Regions from separate parts of the Mus musculus genome. Here regions 1 and 2 are each linked to region 3. The links are chromatin contacts, called in public promoter capture Hi-C maps. All regions are on one chromosome and are shown on one strand. The core of a region is the stretch at or near the end of the contact, and the rest is flanking DNA. Distances in the headings are between cores, read along the strand shown.

What was found. Promoter capture Hi-C pulls out the DNA fragments that hold promoters and counts their contacts.
Region 1: a promoter capture Hi-C map of pre-B cells shows a contact between it and region 3, with 5 times the contacts expected there. The contact joins the promoter of 4930512J16Rik here to the promoter of Slc41a3 in region 3. A contact is called at or near these places in 3 of 39 promoter capture datasets (cranial neural crest, hippocampal neurons and pre-B cells).
Region 2: a contact with region 3 is called in a promoter capture Hi-C map of pre-B cells, with 4 times the contacts expected there. The contact joins the promoter of Nr2c2 here to the promoter of Slc41a3 in region 3. A contact is called at or near these places in 1 of 39 promoter capture datasets (pre-B cells) and 1 of 9 other capture datasets (liver).

What each region holds. Positions count from the first base shown.
Region 1 is chr6:89,284,315-89,287,051 of GRCm38.p6, reverse strand. 4930512J16Rik (RIKEN cDNA 4930512J16 gene) reads left to right here and starts at 1,327. Exons shown (of 4, transcript NR_131021.1): 1 at 1,327-2,406.
Region 2 is chr6:92,090,974-92,093,685 of GRCm38.p6, reverse strand. It overlaps Nr2c2 (nuclear receptor subfamily 2, group C, member 2), which reads right to left and starts at 1,253. Exons shown (of 15, transcript NM_001347342.1): 1 at 872-1,253.
Region 3 is chr6:90,603,601-90,606,300 of GRCm38.p6, reverse strand. It overlaps Slc41a3 (solute carrier family 41, member 3), which reads right to left and starts at 1,421. Exons shown (of 11, transcript NM_027868.2): 1 at 1,293-1,421.

The DNA.
Region 1 (2,737 bases), core at 78-2,577, 1.3 Mb after region 3:
ACCAAAACCAGCTGTGTTAAAAATCCTGTCTTCCTGAGGCTAGAAACCCTCTGTCCTTAGCACCGCCCATTAAGCTCCACCCCTTACACTGTTGCCCTGGCAACTAAATCTCAAACTGAGAAGACAGAATGAGGTCATCTCAGAGTAAACTCAGTCTGGGGGCCTTGGGCAACACCACTGAGGGTGAGTGTCAGCTTGCCTCCCATCTGTCTGCTGATGGATAAAAGGCACTATGTCCTCCAGCCTGCTGAAAGGGTGTGTGTGTGTGTGTGTGTGTGTGTGTGTATTTATCTGCCTGTGTGTATGTGCATCATGTGCCCTTGGAGGCCAGAAGAGGGTATTGGTGTTGGATCCCCTGGCACTGGAGTTACAGTCAGCTGTAGGCTGCCATGTAAGTGCCAGGAACCAAACCAGGGTCTTCTACAAGAGCAGTCAGTGTTCTTAACTGCAGAACCATCTCTCTAGCCCCTAGACTGAGATTCTTGTCATCATGGAGGTTGCAGGATATGAGAGAAACATGCCATTGCTCTCCAACTATGAAGGCAAAGCTGAAGGAGAAAAGTTGCGCTGTGGAAGTCCCCAACATGAGGACCCTGCCCTCCTGCACAACTTGACCCAGCCCATGCGTTTGAGGAGGCCACTATGTCCCCAGGAGATGGAGCACTCAGGGCAGTGGGCGGGGAGGCCTCACCACCCTGGCCTCAGCCTTGGTTGGTATCTTTGATCCTGTCTCAGTTCTCTCTACACACACACACACACACACACACTCTCTCTCTCTCTCTCTCTCTCTCTCTCTCTCTCTCTCTCTCTCTCTCGCCCCTCATTATGTTCCACCTGGATTGGTGCTCACTTTGCAGTGGGAAAGGGGACGCTTCCCAGAGGGGGGTTGAAATGATGAGCAGGTAAAAGCCAGCCGCCAGGTCCCTCTTCCTCTTTTGATTTCAGCAGGAAGCCTGCCTCGCTTGCACGTGGCGGGGGCTGGGATCTCAGTGAAACCAGCACTTCTCAGACATCGGGAACAGCAGGGACCCGGCTCAAAGGAAGCAATCTGTGGATGCTGCCACCCAGGTGGGCCTGTGTGTAAGGGGGTGGGCCAGGGGTCACATTTCCAGGCCTCCCTCCTTTCTGAGAGGTTAGACTGGTGTGTGTATCGGGGAGCACTGTTGGGGACTAATGTCTAAATAGGAACAATGGCTCAACAGTGGTGGCCCAGACAAACTTGCAGATTGTATCCACTTGTGACCTCCAGTCACCTGTTCTGACCTTTGGAGTGAGCTGTGTGTAGGATACAGCCAGCCCTTGGGACCCAGCCCACATCACATGACCAAGAACTGAGTAGAATGTTCTGGTCAAAGCTAATCTGGACTGGACTGCTGGGATCTGGTCTGGCTTGATATAGTTTTATTTGGTTTGGGCTGGTCTAATTTGGTCTAGGTCTAGCCTATATTCATTTAAGCTGGCCTGGGCTTGTCTATTCTGGTCTAACTTCTGGGCTGGTCTAAGTTTTACTGGGCTAGTCTACTCTAGTATCGTCTGGTTTGGTCTAACCTGGCCCAGTTTGGTCTATTCTTGTATTGTCTAAGCTAGTCTAGTCTGGCCTACAGTAGTGTGATCTACCCTGATCTAATCTAGTCTAAACTATTCTGGTGTAGTTGGTTTGGTCTGGATTGGTTAAGTTAGTCTGGTCTGGCTTGTGCTGGTATGTTCTAGCCTGGTCTGGATTAGTCAAATCTAACCTGTTCTGTTCTGTTTAGTCTGTTTTGGCTTGGTTTATTCTTCTTTGGTCTGGTCTGTGCTGGTAGGGTCTAGCTGGGTCTGGTCTGATATGAGCTGGTCTTGGCTGGTTAATTCTGGTGAGTTCTAGCCTTGTCTGGATTGGTCTAAAGGGGGCTTATATGCTGTATTCTGGTGTTTTTCATCTAATCTGAGCTGTTCTGTTCTGGTATGATCCAGTTGGGGCTGGCACAAGCCGTTCATTGTTCACTAATTGTTTTCTCTAAGAGCAGCTCCTGAGCAAGGGACTGGATTTCAGAAGAACTAGATGTTCTACTAGCAAAAAGAGTTCCATTTGACAGGCCTGAAGAAGAGCTGCCATGAAGATATCAATGACAATGGAGATGCCACACCAGGAGAGGAACGAGAACGGCCTGCATGGGGACTGAATTCTTTCTTTCTCTGCACAGGACTAATTTTCCTTCCTTTGTTGTTACAGAAGGTGATTTTCTTACAGAGAAGCATCTGCTCTCACCCTTGTGGCACAGGTGGCCTTCTCCTGCCATCAAGTCCAGAGGAATGCATGCTGCCGGGGCTTAGCAGAACTTCCTCGTCCCTTCTATTCCTGTGGCAGTGGGCTCAGAGGACTCAGGCTGGGGAGTGAGAAACTCCCAGAATGAAGCCTCCTCACAGGTGAGAGAGCTAGAGAGGCCATATCTGCTTCTGCCTGGTAGGGAGGCTGCTGAAAACACTCGGGGCTCTCAGGAAAATCTCCATAGTACTCCTAGTATTTTAATATCCAACCAAGCTAGGTCTGGAAGTGCCCCCCCCCCCCAAATACATACTAAAGCTTAACTATAGGTTGATTTTTGTGCAGCTAACTTAATAAAATACCATACCTCCAGTAGTCATTCAATTAATTCTATCAAAGATAATTTAATCACTCTATGTTTTAGTTGTAAAATTTTATTTACTTTTCTTGTCTTATGGCACTGGCTTGAACTTCCAAGGCATCTTGGAACAA
Region 2 (2,712 bases), core at 4-2,503, 1.5 Mb before region 3:
AATTAAAACTGAGACTGCTCATATTATTAAAAAGGTATTGTTTGATTTCAAATATTTTATTTTGGATACCGGATCTTATAGCCCAGGCTGGCCTAAAACTCTATGTAGCCAAGAATGACACTGAAACTTCTGATCTGCCTCCACCGCCCCAGTAACTGGGATTACAGATATGCAGCACTACATAAGTTTATGCAGTGCTAAGGATGAAACTTGATTTCCTACATGCTAGCCAGCCCTTCCTACTATGTTATATGCACAAATATTTTAGTCATCAGACTTTCCAATGGAAGCTAACATTATATTTTGTAAAGTTTGTTTTCCACTTTGATAAATGAGATTTTCAGTAGCTTCATAGCATCAATCAATTTTATCTCTGGGAAAGATAAATATGTTAAAAGAATGCCTACTGAAGTCCAATTCAAATTCCCTGCTTAGTATAATGGACATTTTATTGCTGGGCATGCTATCCCAACTGTCAAGTTCGGGTAAAAATGCACCAATTAAATATGCAGCACTTAGCTATCAATAGTATCAGCAACAATTTACTCAACAAAAAGTGTGGGAAAATCTTCCCTTCCCATCTTCAAGCTTGCTATCCAGAACCCAGCTCTTTTCCTGAAATCTATTCAAACATTCAGTGAAGCCTGACTTCCTCACCATCCAATTAAATTAATGCCCTCACGATTCCTTCAGCACATCATCCAGTTTCTTCCATTCTCTGACCATTCTCTGAGCCTTTGTATCCCCTCGGCATCCAAAATTCTGGGGGGAGAATGGCTCCTTGCCCAGGTCAGTTGAATCTCTGGAAGTAGTGTCCTAGTGTCTAAAGCTACGCACAACTGTGTTTAATGAAAGTAGGAAAGAGAATCACCTCACAAGTTTTCCACTCCAGTTGGTTCCTTATATATTTCCACATCACCATTTTGGGACTAGGGATGTTACTCAATGGCAGGGCCGTCCCCAGCACCACAATAAGACGAAAAAACTAACACCACCATTTGCAAATTACTTTTGAGGCTGGCAGAGTAGCTTGGACTCCATTTTCAGAGAACAGTCCCTCAAACAATGCTGAGGAGAGAGGCGAGGCTTGGCAAGAACGTCTGGTGTCCCAATTTCATGGACTGAAATTGAGCCCGCCAGAGGGGCTCCGTCCAGAGTCGTGAGGAAAGCGCGAACCCCGGAGAGCCTCCAAGTGCCGACGAACTCTTCCCTTCTGGCCGCGCCATGGGTTCAAAAAGCATCACCAGCTTCCCAGCCCGAGACCCACCAAGTTCCTCAGAGGCTGGCCCGCCCGGCCTCACACCCCGCACTAGCGGCCCCCGGGACCTCCCTCTCCCACCTGGACCAACCAGCACAGCCCCGGGGGCGGTGCCGCAGGCCGTGGCCCTCCTATAAGGGGGAACGATTGGCCAGCCCGGCCGTCACTCAGGAGGTCGTGCCCTGCCCACGCCTCCCTCCCTCCCCTTCCACCCTCCTAGTCCGGAAAAACGGCGGTTGGGCCAGGGTGGCAGCCAACGGCAGGCGGGGAGTGCTGGGGTGAGGAGCGGGGAACACAGGAAGAAGCGGGCAGGCCGGGCGCGCGCCGAGGGGAGCCTGGCCGGCGCCGCGGGGACAAGATGGCGGCGCTGGCGGAGGGCCAGGCGTGAGGCGGGGCCGCGGACAGTCCCCCTCTCCGCCCCCGCGGCGCGCGGCCGGCCCGGTCAGGACAGCGGCTCGCCGGGCTCGGCCGCGGGAGGGGAGGGGAGTGGAAGAGAGGGGAGGGAAGGGTGCGGCCCGGCCCACTATGCAAAGCGCCCGCTGCTGCCGCCGCCACCGCCCCGTGGCAAAGGTAAAAGGCCGCGTTCAGCCTCCGCGGCCTCCATGGCGGCGCAGGCCTGCCCTCCTCCGCCGTGCCGCGCTGCGCCGCGCCGCGCCGCGGCTTGGCCCGGCGGGCTTGCTCTTACCTCAGGGTCGGGCGCCACCACAACCGCGGAGCAGATCCCGTGTCTGCGGCCGGCGCCCCCGGCTAGGAGGGCAGGGCGCGGGCCGGGCAGGCGCCGGAGGGCAGGAGCCCGGGGGCTCGGGCGGCCGGGACGCCGCGGCGGGCCGGTGCGGAGCGGGGCGGCGGGCTGGGCCCTGGCACCGCCGGGGTCGCGGAGGGACCGCGCTTTGTTATTGTTTTTGTCAGTGAAAGGTCAGAGTTCGTGACCCCGGTGCCGCTGCCGCCGCCGCCCGCGCGCTGGGAGGAGGAGGGCGAATGTTCCTCTTCCTCTTCCCGGCGCCAGCCTCACCGCGGCGGCGGGGGGCGGGCGAGCACGCGATTGGCTGAGCGCGCGCGCGCACCGGAACGCCGCCGCTGCCGCTGCGGCCGCCGCCGGAGCTGAGGCCCGCAGGCCTGGGCCGGGCAGGTGCGGCCGATCCCGTAGGCACCGCTTGCAGGCTGGAGAAGCGGGCCCTTGCCTGGCGCCGCGCCGAGATGTTGCAAGCGAGCGGTGTCCTGGGAGTGCACTGAGCTCCCGGTACCTTCCTTGGGATGGATGGTAGCTTTCTGTTTTAAAGCTCCGAGGATGTGCATGCCTCTGGCCGGACCAGGCAAGTGTGCAGATGCCCCAGGCCCATTTTTAAAACAGGTGCTTAGCCTTGGAGCCCAGACTTGTGCAGTCCCGTGCCCCTCTCCTTCGCGATTTGAGAAAAGCAGCTTTGGCACGCACTGATTGCATTCTGAAAAGCCTC
Region 3 (2,700 bases), core at 172-2,671:
AGTTTCTGGGATGGATGGGTTGCCTCTTAGCTGCCCACTATGTAGAATAAGGAGAGCACATCTGCACTTTATCTTCTTGACTTTATAGAACATTCCGGTGGGAATGTACGGGAACCCAAACTCAGGGTTCGAATCCCAGTTTCTCCTCTTCGCAGATGTGTGACCTTGGGAGAGCAAAATACCATCCACCTCAGAGTATGAACGGAGCGCTGTAAGACCCTTTATCCTAGGGTACCTTCAGAGGTTTTGCTTACTACCAAAAATATTAAGAGAACATTTCTAGAAATAAAGAATTTGTAGGTTTTGTGCTCAGTTCTGAGCAGCATGGTGGACCGATTCAGTTAACACTACACTGTCCCTCCTAGAACATGCAGCACTCCTCGGCATAGGGATCTATGCTGCAGATGCTGCCCATCAGCTAGTCACCCTCTCAACAGTTGTTAGGGTGGCTGAGCTGTTGGCCAAGCAACGCTTAGTCTACTTAATAATGGCACAAGTATAGTGATGGTGACAATTGTATCACAGTATATGATTACACCTGCCCTACCTTAGGGGTGTTCATCTTTTACTGTGTCTAGTTCACAAGTTAAGCTCTACCATAGGTATGTATATTAGGAAAACAATCTATATGTCTGGATATCATTCCAGGATTCAGACACTCTTTGGGAACATGTTTGTAACTCCCTGCAATAAGGGGAGATCACTATACCCTTCTATAGTATATTTTCCTTACAGGGCACTTGGCCTGACTCCAGGCTCTTCTGTACTACTTTACAGTCGTGGTTCTTAAGCTACCATAGTACCAGCATGAGGCCAGCCAGCGTCAGGAAGCAGAGCAAGCTCATCTAGATATCTGGGTCAGGTTGGAATGGCTGCGTCTCTAAGTGGTCTCCGTGGCGAAGAAGCAGTTTGAAAACCTGAGTTTTAAAAGATTTATAGAAAGGATCTGGTAGACTGAGGGATCTTCTCAAGTCTGAACAACCTCTAGCTTGACAACCTGGAGCGCAGGGACAGCTCGCTGAGCCTGCCTTAGGGTGGTCAAGGATGATCTCGGGGTGCTGAAGGAGTTAACCATAACCCCTAGAGTCAGGCGCTCTGGGGTTCATCACAGGCAGAGGGAGAGAGATCAGCGGGGCGGGTCCCTGCAGACCTTTGGAGCGAGGATGCCACAAACTGACCCGCCCAGTGTGCCTAAGACAGATCCTGTGCCCCACGCCCCATCCCGAGGGCCATTGACGCTCCGCTTTCCCTTGGCTTCCCCGGCTCCCAGTCCAGCTCCTGCCCGCGCTTACCGGTCCTCTCCCGGCCGGCGGCGAAAGCGAGGCGGCCAGGCGCGCGCTGGACACTGTGGAGGCCTGCGGCGGGAGGAAGCGAGAAGGGCAGCAGGCGGGCCAGCCCCGCCCTGCCTAGGCGTCCAGACAGAGGGGCGGGGCCACAGGAGGGGAGGGTTGCTGGGCGAGTGTTGTGGGCGGGGCCAATCCACAGAGGTGGCGCTTGAAAAACCCAATTTTTAAAGCCTTTTAGTCAGGACAGCTCTCTGATCGAGCAGTGGGGTGTGCAGGGATGCTCCCTGGGTGCCGAAGGACCCAATGACACGCCTCAGAGGCGGTGCCGCTTGGGGTGGGGCCAAGAAAGAAGAAGCTAGACCCCGGAACAGGACCATGAGTAGGGCGGGGTCACGGGCGGGGCCACGGGCGGGGGCGGGGCTGGGCGACGGAGTAGCCTCCAGTAGCACACTGCAAGGGCCAGCTTCCCTTAGGATACACATTTGCCTGTTCAGTTTTCAATCTGACATTTCTGAATATTTCACCTTTGAACACTTGTGTATGTGTCATGAAAGTTCTTCTGTCCTTCAACATGTGTGATCCTCTCACTCTTATCAAGATACAGCCTTGGAAGACTCAGCCAGCAGTGGTGAGCCTCAGTGGACACCAGCTCCTACAATCTATCCCGTGCCCCCACTTATGGCTCTTGGCTGATTCAAGAATCCTGAGCCCTGGCTGGATTCTAAGCTGCCAACTGCACCTGCAGAAACCGGATGTGCAAGACCTGTAAGACAGTAGTTTTGAAGAATACAACACAAAAAAAGTATGACAGGGCAAGGCCCGGGGAGATGCAAGCCCAGTTCCTGGATTCTGTCCCCAGCAAATGAAAAACAAAACAAAAACAGATGACAGTGTTCCACATGTTAGGAGAATTTACAGACTGGATGGCTTACATTGTCAAAATATAGTGCTGAATTCCAAGCTCCCAAAGTGATTGCATTTGTCAATCCAGCTTATGTAAGAGGTAGCAATGAACAAGTGAAGTCACAGGGTGCAGTCACAATGCGACTGGAGTCCTCTCAGGAAGAGACCCTGCCAGCTCATTCTCCCTGTGTGCATGCAGGTGAGACATAGAAAGACAGTAGGAGGGAGGCGTCACCAGGAATAGCCATCCATGAACCTTGAACTCCATGTTGATATGCTTTCATTTATTGTAACAAAATCAACTTATACAAAGAAAAGGGTTTATTTTAGCCCATACTTTTGAAGGTTTCATAAAGGTTTAACGAGTTTGATTCCCAGACTGAGGCACTGTGGGCAGGTGGGGGGTAGCAGAATCTTAGGTCTGACTAGAACAGGGAAAAGCAATAACTGGTGTCACAGTCTTGAAGAGAACCCTGGACCTCAGCCCCTGATCCCTCCATCACAAACCCTT